Regions from separate parts of the Lactuca sativa genome. Here region 1 is linked to region 2. Evidence: chromatin contacts called from public Hi-C data. All regions are on one chromosome and are shown on one strand. The core of a region is the stretch at or near the end of the contact, and the rest is flanking DNA. Distances in the headings are between cores, read along the strand shown.

What was found. A called contact is a pair of places that touch in the nucleus more often than the background predicts.
Region 1: a contact with region 2 is called in a Hi-C map of leaf, with 7 times the contacts expected there. The contact joins the promoter of LOC111883925 here to the promoter of LOC111883868 in region 2. A contact is called at or near these places in 3 of 4 Hi-C or Micro-C datasets (leaf and seed).

Annotation. Positions count from the first base shown.
Region 1 is chr7:58,357,687-58,364,246 of Lsat_Salinas_v11, reverse strand. It overlaps LOC111883925, which reads right to left and starts at 1,625. Exons shown (of 2, transcript XM_042896581.2): 1 at 1,336-1,625; 2 at 1-448. The coding sequence starts at 437. It overlaps LOC111883792, which reads left to right and starts at 3,805. Exons shown (of 9, transcript XM_023880108.1): 1 at 3,805-3,815; 2 at 3,892-3,907; 3 at 4,041-4,082; 4 at 4,829-4,835; 5 at 4,917-5,134; 6 at 5,512-5,528; 7 at 5,884-5,974; 8 at 6,113-6,178; 9 at 6,224-6,262. The coding sequence starts at 3,805. The coding sequence ends at 6,262.
Region 2 is chr7:58,005,768-58,012,511 of Lsat_Salinas_v11, reverse strand. LOC111883868 (protein phosphatase 2C 56) reads left to right here and starts at 3,587. Exons shown (of 4, transcript XM_052765738.1): 1 at 3,587-4,157; 2 at 5,915-6,202; 3 at 6,335-6,440; 4 at 6,513-6,744. The coding sequence starts at 3,717.

The DNA of each region.
Region 1 (6,560 bases), core at 376-2,875, 350 kb before region 2:
ATCCCGACAAACTTGTCACGAATATGTTGTGGCATCCCGTTTTCATCCGGATAACTAATGTTTGACTTTGCCACGGTCAACACAAGGGCATTATCGTCATTTCCCTCTTTTACGGATCCCGCCTTGCTCCGAAACTCTACTTCCTCGATCCCTTTCGAATACCGGGCAGCAATCTCGCCTTCTTCACCGGGGTTTGTTACGTCTTCTAGAGTCAAAGCTGAGAGAGAGACAGGGGTTGACTTTGATATTCCGAAACTACCCTTTCGGCCCAAGAAGTTGGAAACATGGTCGTTGCTGACGTGGCGCCCGCGTGGCATGATGTCGTTGTTGGGTTGTCGGATTTGGTATAGTACCCAAAGGCTGAAGGCTGCAAACAATGCGAATTGAAGCACGTATTTGAGCACAAGTCCACGAGGGCGATTGCTTCGTGGAGTCATCGCCAAAATGTCTATAATACCCTTCAATAATGACAAAAATAAGAGAACATTATTCATGGAAACCAATTATAATTAATATTTTGGAGCTATGTATATGTCCAAATAGGTCATTTTACCTACAAAAATGAAAATGGATGCATCTTTAACATTGCTAACACTCGATATGAAATCAAGCATGGTTTATCACATTTGAGAAGAAGGAAATAAAATGAGTAAATGACAAAAGTAGCCCTCCAAACGTTGTTGATGGAAAAAAAATGATGCAATGAAAGTGAATTATAAGAGATGAAATGAAATTGCAAATAAAGGGGTTCAAGATTTGTTGTTAATGCACATTTCATTTAATCTTGGATTTTTTTCATCAAAATTGTATTCCCCCTTTTTACTCATAACCAAATTTTGTTTCTGAAAAAGCGTACATGGAACCATTAACTCATAAAACCACCATTTTCACAGCATAAATCACTTTCTTTATTCATTGTTCTTATTTCATTAATCCATCGAGGTGTTTTTACAAGAAATGAAACCAAAAAAACGAAGATAACCCATATAATATGCATACATGCTTGTACATATACACACACATGCAAGTAAATGAACAACAAACTGATGCAAGAAGCTAAAAGATCATCACAAAAACCTTCATCAAGCATAGGGTATTAAGAATTGAATCAGATTTGTATAAAGTTTCAATTCAGCCTCGATTTCTATAGAACTTTCCAAGGAATTAAACCAAAACCCTAGACAGAGTATACGCCGATACAGTAAAACCCCGAAATGAAAACCAGAAACAACACATACCCAGTAATATTCGAACAAAACCCAGCATAGCGATCACAGAATCTTGAAAACTAGACGCTAAAAGTATTAAAAAGCTGAAGATTGAAAGAAACTTTACCTTTGGACTACGAATCGAATCGAATATGATCAGACGGTTGCTTCTGAAACCAGAGGTTCTTCTCCCAAAACCCTAACGAAATTCAATCAAGAATACTTGGTATCGATTATCAAATCTTTTGGGAAATTGGTGTTCTCGATTCCTTCCCTTTCTTTTTCTTTCGTTTTGAATTGAGAGTGAACTTTTTTGAGATTGACACTTAAAAGAAAATGATGGAGGCGTGAAGGAAAGGAAAAAATGGTGGAGAAGTCAGCGGTTAGGCAGTTGTTACTGAAAGTACGAAACTACCCCTACGAGGATTTTGGATTATGAAGAATTCAGGTGCAAAGATTTAAAGATGTAGAGGGTGAAATGGGAAATGTATGAAACGACGTGACTGAATTGTGCCGGCGGTGATGGCTAAAAAGAGGGTCATGGACGTTGACTTTTTAAGCAAGTAGGCAAATTTTGACTAAATAATAAATACATAAAATTGGAAGTTGAATTTTAATATTTTTATAATATATAGAAATATATTTTTATTAATATATTGTTTTAATATAATTATTTTGCATTAAATATTTTGATTAGAATTGAGTAGAAAATAATTTAGCTAAAACAGTATAGAAAGATAATTATCCACCATCTTTTTTTTTTTTATTAAATTATAAGCATAACGTAGATAAATGTTACTTTAAGTATAGAGTGACCAAAATATCTTATCAAAACAATTAGAAAGGATGAAATGTGTTTCATTAAAAAAAAAGTTTTCTTATGATTTGACATGAACATAAACTACGACAATAAAAATAGAAACAATAAAAACGTGATTACAACAATAATCGTTGCAATACTTAGAAAACCGAATTAAATGTTTGAGCTTTATTGAATAATTAATTCTGTTTTAATATAATTAAGAATTTGTAATTAGTAAATAGGGTATTTTAAGTTATGTTTCAAAAATCGTTTTTTAATTGAACTGGTATGGTGACCGATTTCCGGTTTAACCAGGTCGACATGATAATACAATATATGTGTATATATTATATTCTCAAAGATATTGATTCATGACACGCGCTGATAGAGGACACGCATTTGCGTGTGCCCTAAAAAATATTGTCAGTTTCGCAAAATTTGAAGGATAGAGGACACACATTTGTGCGTGCCCTAAAATTAGCGTCCAATAAAAAAATTACAAACACGAAAGGCGCTTTTATTTTAAGTATGTGTCGTCTACAGATGTCGCTTTATAATTTTTAATCAAGCGCGCGTTTCTTATTACACTATTAATTTTTTGGGTTTTTTTGAAGTACATCCAAACACTTACTCACACGTTACGTGCTCTCTATAATCGATTCGTTGCCGACAACCTCAGGCTCACTTCTTCTCCTTCTTCGACAATCTTAAGTAAATAGAGAACATTTCAGAGCTTATCATCAGAATAGGAAAGTAGGGAGAAGGAGGGGAACAGAAAAGTACAAAATCCACTCTCTTCTCGCCCCTCTTGTCTCTCTATTTTGTTCTCTTATATCTCCTTTCAATCCATGTCTCTGTCTCCACGTTCCTCATCCACATCCACCGCCTCCAACCCTCACTGCCAGAGCCGACAAAGAAGATGAAGAAATGCATTTCCTAGCTTCTATCCATTTGAGTGTGAGTTGAGAAAGGCATAAACTAGGGCAGATGAAACGCACTGGGTTCTAATGAGATGCATGGATAGATTGAGAAGGTAGTCACATTGGGGTATTACTACCATGAACCAGATTGATTTGCCACAACATCCCAAAATTCTCATGTAAGAGAATCGATGAACTAGGGTTTCTCGTTCACAAAATCTCACCTCACGCTCTTATAGTTCTGTGTTTTTTGTGACTCGTCTCAAGGAGGCTCTTTTGCTAGTAATGATGATGTCTTTCAGTTGATGCATATTAATGCTTATTTGAAGAGTAGAAGTGTACACTTCTACTCTTCAATTTCATCATCAATTACTATTCTATTTCTACACGTCTACTCTTCAATTGCATGTTTTTTTTTGTTAGTTGTAACTAATTCTTGCTTCAGAAATTTTGAAGTACTCTCAAGGTTTGTCTAATTTGACTTTTTTACATCTTGTATACAGAGATTTGTGAAAGTTTATCTATCCAGTAATGGGAAAGAAAAGCAATAGATGATGTTGGAGTCAACTTTTCACCAATCGTCTCATCTTTCACTGCGTTCCTCATGTTGTACACATAATTCTCCAAAGCATTCTTCGCCTCCAAATTCTTCTTGTGCTCCTCTTCTTTAGACTCATACTTATCAACTTCTTGAACCATCTTCTCAATATCCTCCTTTGAAAGTATCCCCTAGCGACAATCCCTCATAGATCTTCACCTTGAAATTTTGTTTAATCAGTTTTAAAATCACATGATTTGGGTTCTAACAGGTAGGGTTATCAAACTCTAACAGATCCAATATCACGTGAGAACTTTGAAAAATATGGTCATCCTGATGGCAGACAGGTACCTTATCTTCCTTGTTTCCCGTTCTTAAAAATACCAAATTACCCTTGTAATTTAAATGTTGATTTTGGATTAGGTTTCTTGGAAAATTGGTATTTATTGGTTCCTATGTTATTTAAATCCTTATTGTTTTCCTTGTTGAAGCACAAATTACTTACTTGCTACTATATATTTGGAATATACTTGGTTGGTTTTTTGATGCTTTTGTGGTTTGCACTGTGACAGGTATACATTGATGAGTATAACAATGTTTGCAGTCAACTCAATGTAATTAATAGAAAGCAGCCTGGAAGGTAAAAATCTATTAATTACCCACCTAACTCGTTGGACTAGTGCATCTATAGGAATCAACTAAGCTTAATGAATAGAAAAATACACAAGAAAGTTAAGAAATTGTTGTTTTATTACATAAGAAATGGTACATTGATGTCACATCTATTTTGAACCAATATCAAATAAATTGACATCTTTAATTAGTTACAGACTGGTCTTTAAAAGTTATTCTATAAACCTAAACAAAATACCAACTATATATGCTTTCATATTTACATCAAATCAAGATCAGTGTGTGTGTTGTGTACACTTCTTTGCTTACACTAAAAGTTTTCTTATACCAAAAAATCAGATAACAATTGGGGTTCTTCACCAACCTATATTGGTCTGCCATATCTATATACCTATGTGTTGGAGACCTGTTGACTTCTATTTCACTGAAAAAGTCAAGATTTTGACTTAAATCTTGACCCAGATCCACTTCTTTCTCTTTATCTTCCTACATATAGTAATAATTAAGTGCATGCACTATTTACGTACAGACGGAGTTAATTCATGAGCGGCCATCAAAACGTTGTGAAAGCATATATGCAAAGTGTTTCAGTTTGGACTCTTTTTGTATTTAATTTTTGGGTCAGATAGACTTTCCGGGTTAAAAGAGTAAATTTACAACTAACTAAGGGTAAATTAGTAATTTATTGTGAATACTGGTTAATTTACTGTGAATATTGGTTATATAGGTGCCTAGTACTTAACCTTTCTATATATATCATTTTGCTAGTCAAAAGTCACATACATTATTGTTACTGTTTCTTTATTCTTGTGTAGAGTCTGAAACAGGGAACATTTTGTCAGAGATAATCAAGTCTAAGTTCAATCATTTTATAACAAACAAGATTCAAGTTGATCAGAGTGACACCAATGTCGTAAATATGCCTGTTGCATTGAATGAGGCAAATAACAATGAAGGAACCAAAACAACCCACACAGAACCTTTATACACTCAAGAAACACCAACTACTCCTACAGTGAATCCACCTGTAGACGTAACTCAAACACATGGTAGCTAAAGTGCCTTCACTTAAAAAATTGTAGCTAATATGTTCCTAGGAACAGTAGTGACAACATGGTAAATGTTAATCTATATAATAGAGTGTTTTCATCTTTTACATTAATGACTATAATAGAGTGTTTTCATCTAGAGCTATGAATAAAATGAATGGTCAATATTGTTCAAGTCGACCTATGAGAATTGGTGTTGCAACTCCTAAGAAGGCGTCTACTTTACAACAATATGGACAACAACAACAACAATAATATTCATCATAAGGTGTGTTTTCTTGATTTTTTTTCTTGTGTTTTGTTTGATTTTCTTGATTTAGTTTGATGAGTATAAAAATTTATACTCATATTTTATTGATAGATATACCTAAAAAGCAGGTCCAATGGGTTGATCTAGCATACCTTTACTTGCTATTTATAACCTCTTAAATTGTTTTTTGAACCCAAAAAAACGACCAGGGATGATGATGTATTTTTATTATAGCATCCTACTTTCGTTCCTTTGTGTTATAAATTTTTATTTTAAAATTTTTACCACAATGTCATCCAAATGGAAAACATTTTTCGTACACAGCTAAAGGATAAGGTCCTAATAAGAAGTTGAATGTACAATGCTAAAGATGAATAAGAAAAAAAAAAGCTCAAAGTAGATTGTGTTAATGATAATAAAAATTGAAATATATAAATCTGTATTTGTGAATAATATGTAATTGTTGTATGTGTGGTACAACAGACAACAAAATGAAGAGTTAGATGAACTAAGTGCAAGTGTAGAAAGGATCGGATTTGTTGGGCTCACCATACATGACGAACTCCTTTCACAGGTGCACATCTGCTTTATGCATGGATATCATCTTCTTTTTCTTCTTCACACTTCACAATTCACATAGATAGATAGATAGATAGATAGATATATTATTTGATCACCAAAAATAAGCTTAGCTGTTTATTTCCCATTGCAGGAGAAAATTATAGAGGATTTGGGTTCAGAAATGGAAAGTACATCTAATCGTCTTAATTTTGTTCAGGTTAGTCTTCTCTCATTTCATGATGTGTTTGATACAACATAATAGGTGATAGATGGGACAAGAATGGACCTCACCTATAAATAATAATTAACAGAAGATAGCTTACTTGTACTACTTTGACGTCCATTGAGACCAGACAAAAAAGTTTGCAATCTTTTCTTTTGTCAAACCCAAAAGTTGAGCCCATTATGTTTGGATAGCCAGAATCATACATGTCTCTCCGCTCATCCATTATACTAATACCTAAGAAGCAGAACCAAACCTTTCTTTCTCAATCTCGGGTAGGTTTTTCTATTTTTTTAATTGCTTACTGTCATATGCTTTACTTTTTTCATTTAACATGTGCAGTGGTTAATTTGTTTGTGCTTAATATAGTTTGATT
Region 2 (6,744 bases), core at 2,338-4,837:
GCCATGATTTCTAATGGTTTTGTTGGTATAAAGCATGAGTTTAAGGCTTCTAGTTCGAGTTCTAAAGATTTGAGGGTCATTTGAACCCTTAAGGACCTTAAAATGGAGTTTACTCCCCAAGAACGTTCTTGGGCGGTAAACTCCCGGATCTCACTTATTAGGCAAGCAATCTATGTTATTAAGCTTAAAACAAGTAGTATAAAACAACTAGAGAAGTATACTCACAATCTGGGATAAAAACCCGAAGATCTGTGAGAGGAAATTTGGCTTTTCTCTAATTGGAATTCAACTAATGAACCATTTTGGTTCAGAATTCTATGTATAGTTCTGAAATTTTTGGCAGAAAATATTTCTATTCTCGGAATGGATTCTAATGACCTAGAGAAACGGAATTACAGTGTTGCACAAAATCCTAGTGCCTCCACTCTCCTAATATCTCTATGGGTGTAAAACCCTGGAAACTGCTAAACTTTTACTCGAAGTCTGAATTTTCACTGTAACTGCTCTACTTCTATTGGATTGAAATGGTTTGATTAGAATGGAAATTTCGGGTTGTCACAACCACAGACAACCTAATTTGAAAAGATTGGACATCACACAAAAGAGTGTGCTCAAAATAAAATAAAACTTAGCTTGATTTGTAAATTCGTTGAATGAAACCCACACCAAATATAAGTAGCCGTGAAGAGAACACAACGCCAAGGCCACACTAAGAAGAAATGAAACTAGACTCATACCACTCCATCACATCTATTTATGGAAACAATATCAAGACTTTTCAAAGCAAGAAAGGGAGAAAATTATCATGCACCCAGTACCAATTCCTAATAGGCATCCTAGAGCCCTGTAAAGGCTCAACTTCCAAATTGGGCCCAAAATCATCATGCACCCAATACCAAGAAAGACCATAGTCTACCCATGGCCCAAAGTCAGAAGTCCAATGGCCCAATAAAGATCACACCCTAAAAGCCTAAAATATGGCTCAAATCCGAGAAAGTCAACCCAAAAGTCAAACAGCTGAGTGTGCTAGGCGTACTTAGACTTACGCTTGGCGTACTCCATCCGGGGCCAGTACGCTCAACGTACGAGCAGAGTACGCCCCCATACTCGACAGACAGCCAACCCAACTCATTAAGCACTTATTTGGTTAAGCCAACATGCCATATTCTCATATCTGATTCTAGAAAGTGACTTAACACATAAATTTGTCAACTTTACACCCATACATGACTTACTAAGGCCCAGAAATAAAAAAGAATCTTAAAAAGATTATTAACACTTGCATGGACCCCTATCTCTCATAAAGATTACATTTTATGGATAAGGGACCTCAATGGGGCTAAGATCTAATATCCATGGCTTCTGAAGTAGATCATCAACTCAACTTTAGCTCAAAAGACCCAAAAATGCATAAATAACACCCTAAGTTGGGTCTAACACATAAAATCATCAAGATGAGATATATATTTTTTTTTACCTCAAACGGCTTGCTAAGGTGAAGATAACCCTGGATCTACAAGAACAAGCTACTCCCAAGCAACCTCCAAGTGTTCCTCTTCTTCTTCTTCACCACAAAACACCAATAAACACACTTTCAAGTTCAAATATCACCAAAGACAATTAGGATTTCAATATTAGGGCATAGGTTGATGGAGGTTGATCAATAGAATGTCCAAGGGTGGTATAAGTTGCTTAAATAGGGTGCAAACCCTAAAAATTAGGGTTTACCCCTGCACCACGTATGCCATACATACTCCAAGTATGCCCCATGTACGTGGGTGAATCCCGTGTCTAGAAAAGAGCCAGTACGTTAAGCATACTTAGAGTACTCCCCACGTACTAGCTAGGGACTAAAATCCGATGAATTTTGCATTAAGGGGCTACAAGAAACATACCAAATTCTCGAGTGTTACACCAAAAATGTTTGGTTAACAATTGAAGTTTATAAAACAAATTAAATCAAATATAAAAAAGGGTATATTACACGAATCGTCCATCAAGTATGTGCCAAAAGACACGTTTAGTCATTATTTTTAAAAATTAACTTAAACCGTCCCTCATTCTGCCCTTATTAATTTCTTTTTCATTTTCAGTTATTTCTTTTATCCTTTTCAGAATAAAAAAATTAAATAAATAGCCCCTTCCATTTCCCTAACTCATACCTTCATCCCTTTTTTCTTACCCACTCCTGTCACCGGCGCCCCATCATCAATATCATTTCGAAGCCTTCAAACTTGAAACAAGATTCAACCAAAGTGACCATCTTCTCTAGAGATTACCCACCCCATGAAACCACGTGTTCATCACCATCGCTCCGCAACCATCAGTGTTTGAAGGTGAGGGTGTGTTCAATTGAGGACAAGATACCTGTGTGATTTCTCAATTAAGGAAAGAAAAAAAAGGAAAGAAGTTGTGATTTAGGTGGTTGTGGACCCTGTGGTTTGTCGATCGAATTGAGAAGAAGGAAGAAGGATCCTCCATCATCATGACTGTTGGGTAGTCGAATCTCCGACATCTATTTCCTCATCTGTCTAATACTCCCTCTGATGACTATAAAAGAATACTTTGATTCTCTCATCTTTTTCTCTTTCAAGCATTTTCTTGTCGTTTGTGTATGAGATTGACGTTGTGTGTGCGAATCTGTTAGGTTACCACCACCATGTTCTTCGTCATTTTGCATCTGGGTATACTTTTGGTGTGTAGCTTAAAATTTGGTGTTACGATTCCCTTTTATGATCTAAGTTTTTGCACTAAACTTAGGTTTTGGCTTCGATTTCTGGATATTCATTTCATATTCATTTTGGTTTTAGATGGTTTCATTTGATTTGTTGTGGTAGGGGTAGACCAGAGCTTCTGGATCATGGAATACATTTTGGTTTTAGATAATATCATTCATCCATGTCTTGGTTGTATTATTAATGCTAAAAAGCTAGTCTAGTCTACCCCCTTTGTCTCTGGGATATATTTGTTTGTTTGTTTTTTTAAAACTTAAAAAGATCTACCATGTATTTCACATTGGTATCACACGATTTTATCAACGTTTATATCTTTTGAAGTCTCTCCTCTCTTTATAATGACTTATTTTCAGAGTAACTCAGAGATTCCACATATATCTTACGTAGCATCAGACCTGTTTGTCTACACCCTCATGATTTAAAATATCTATTGTATATCATTATCAAACCTTCATCTCTGACAACGAATGTTAGTATGCTAGCATATCTCATATCGATATCATACAATCCTTTAAGCGTCTATATTTAGTGAAGTCACTCTCTCTATATCGACTCATTTGAAAAATAAAACCAAAAACTGACTATTATATGATTATTAATAGTAACTCATAAGATTAAATCCTAGCCTCTTACAGATTTATTTCCATTTCTATTTATTTTTCTTTCATTCTGAAACGTACTCCATTTTTTTTAACAAATAAATAATTTGATAAAGAAACAATTACACGTGTTATTGTATTTAATGATGTGGGGAAATATCGGGGGTAGTTTATGTAATTAATCATTATTAAGGTTAAATATAGGACCAGTCCATATGTGTTTACTTGTGTATGGGTGACAATTGCGTGTAGCGTCGCCTCATGTCCCCTTCATACGTGTCATCATCTCAGTCCCCCTTTCTCCTTCATTTTATTTCACACAATCATCATTCTCCATTAACACACACATTTCCACATTACTACTGTGTGTGTGTTTTCAACAATGCTCATGGATTCCGAAGACGGAGACGCTAACCACGTTGACTCGTTTGAGATTTCGTCAGCGAGTTCAACGGTTTCATCGTTATTTAGCAGCAGCGACGTCGACGTTTCCAGCAATCTCTCCATAACCAGCAGCTCCTCCGGCGAGATTTTAGCTGCGGCGGTGGTGCCGCTTACGTTGACCGTGGAACGGGAAGGTGAGGAAGGACGAGTAGCTAGGAAGTTGAAGAAGTGCGTTGGGAGGAATAAGGGAGTCGCGTGGGGGTTTAGGTCCGTAATCGGACGGCGGAAGGAGATGGAGGATGCGGTTGCGGTGGTGCCGGGATTCATGTCGCATACGTGCGATCGCGTCGGAGGATGTACGAATCCTGGTTCTGGAAACTCCGTCGAGATCTCTCCGATTCATTTCTTCGGCGTTTACGATGGCCATGGTGGATCACAAGTAAGCTAGCTAGCTTCTTAAATCCTTTCGCAAATTTTCAGTTTCAGATTCAAATTTTACTAAAAATTCATACACATTTGGTCAAAATCAAACCGAGTTTGTTATTCATTGGATTTATAAGTCCTGTGTGCATCATTTCATTATGTTCGTTTCATTTTCATTCATAATCGCACAATGGAATTGATCTCGATCTCCTGTGTGAATCACTGCATATAAAATGATAATTTTTTTCTCCATTTGTTGAAGATATTCTTCAACAGACGAGTCTTGATTATTATTAAAATTTGAAGATAACGAAAATCCCAAAATTTAATATCGTTGACCATAAACTCTTGCAATATTTCATGAGCATTAACTCACTATCCATAGTCTCTTATCAATATTTTCCTTTATATACCACAATTTTTTAAAACTTTATAAAATATAATTTTTTTAGTATACTGAAAAAAACTGTTTTTTTTTTATTAAGAAAGATGATTCTTATACAACAATCCAGAAACACAAAATTTTAATTATAAAGAAAATTATTATGTAATATAACTTTTATTTATTAACATATTACATTTATTTGACAGAAATCAACATCTAACCCAACAATTTCATTTTTATGATCTAGGAATATGTTAGTTAATGTAACAAATATTTATTTATGGCTATTTTTAACATAAACACGTAATCAGAAAAATAAATGAAAAGGAAAAGTAACTAATAAATTATGCCAGCTTTTATGAATGTAAATACAATATAGTTGATTCTGACTTGCATGACACGTAGCGTGTCGGGAGTGGTTATTGTGAATTGCATTTATCATTTTTTTTTGTCTTTAGCACACGTGTTTGGTGTTTCCCTTCCAAGAGACTTTAATAATTAAAAAAAAATTGAAAAAGAACACGACTTTCTAATTCAACATTTTACTTTTTAAATTATTTTTCATTAAGTAACATGATAAACTATTTAATTAAATTGAAAACAAGAGTCTTGTTTTTTAACAGTCTAAAATAAAGTCTTTTTCTATTTTTCACATAATAATTACTTTCTTGTTCTTCTTATTATATAGTTAAGCACAAATCTTGTAGCTTGCTAAGATGACATATATAGTTATCTATTTTTTGGGTTATAAGGCTTGAACAAAAAAAAAAGTAATACTTTTTGCATGTTGTCATATTTAAAAGAACCGAATGTTTTTATTATTTTTTGTTATCTTATGAGTTGGAAAGTATGAGAAAAAAACAAGCCGATAATCATACAAAAATAACTCATATTAATATATTTAAGATTAAAAGTTATTTTAATCGGAAAGAACAATAAAGAAATCCTAACGTATCTGCTTTAGAAAAATCTTGAGAAGATTTGGCTTGAGCGAGTCAAATAATTCATAAACACTCATTTGACTTTTAAACCATTTCTACGTGACACATAACATTATTTTTTTTGTATTAAAATGGAGTAGATTTGGTTTAGATAGTGATTAATATCTAATTCTTCGACTACTTTTACAACATATTTTCCACCTAAAAATATTCCACCTATTTTCCCTCTTTTAACTTATAGATTTTCAAAAGTAGCAGAATATTCAATAGCTTTTAACAAATTTGTCTTAATATTTATTAGGGTAACTTAATAAATAATAAATAATAATATAACATTAAACAACTATAACCAAATTATTTTTTTCTATATAAATACTTCGAAGTTAGTTATTATTCTAAATTTATATAACTAAAACATTTTATTTATTTATTTGTTTTAATTACCAGGTGGCGAAATTCTGTGCAGAGCGAATGCATGAAGTGATAGCAGAAGAGTGGGATCAAGAAGCATCTAACGGTTGTAAATGGAAACAAAGATGGGAGTCAGTGATGTCCAGTAGCTTTGAAAGAGCCGACAATGAAGTCTTATCAGAGGCCGCAGCTCCTGAAATCGTCGGATCCACCGCAGTTGCGGTGGTGTTATCCGGTTGCCAAATCATCGTATCCAACTGCGGTGATTCCCGAGCAGTACTTTTCCGAGGCACGGAATCCATCCCTTTAACAGTTGATCAAAAGGTCTCAAAGATTCCCAACAACTTGTGCAATGAAAAACAATAGAGAAAATTCACCTTTTCTTTTGCAAATCTCAACACGATTATTTATTTTTTAAGAGTTTAAATAATATCTTGTATTCCATTGCTTCTATAGCCCGATAGAGAAGATGAACTCTTGAGAATCGAAGAACAAGACGGAAAAGTCATAAATTGGAATGGAGCAAGAGTATTTGGAGTCCTTGCCATGTCACGAGCGATTGGTAATCCCACATTTTACTCAACTTTATTTTACCAGTATCAGTATCAGTATCTGTAAATATATATATATCCAGGTGACAGATACTTAAGACCGTGGATAATACCAGTACCCGAAATAACATTCACAACAAGAACCGATGAAGACGAGTGCTTAATAATAGCAAGTGATGGACTTTGGGATGTAATGTCAAACACCGAGGTGGGTGAGGTGGCTCGCCGGATTTTGCGGCGGCGGCGGCGGTCTGCCGCCGGTGAAGTACCGGCGGCGCAAGTCCTGGCTGACAGCCTGATTGAAATAGCTGTGGG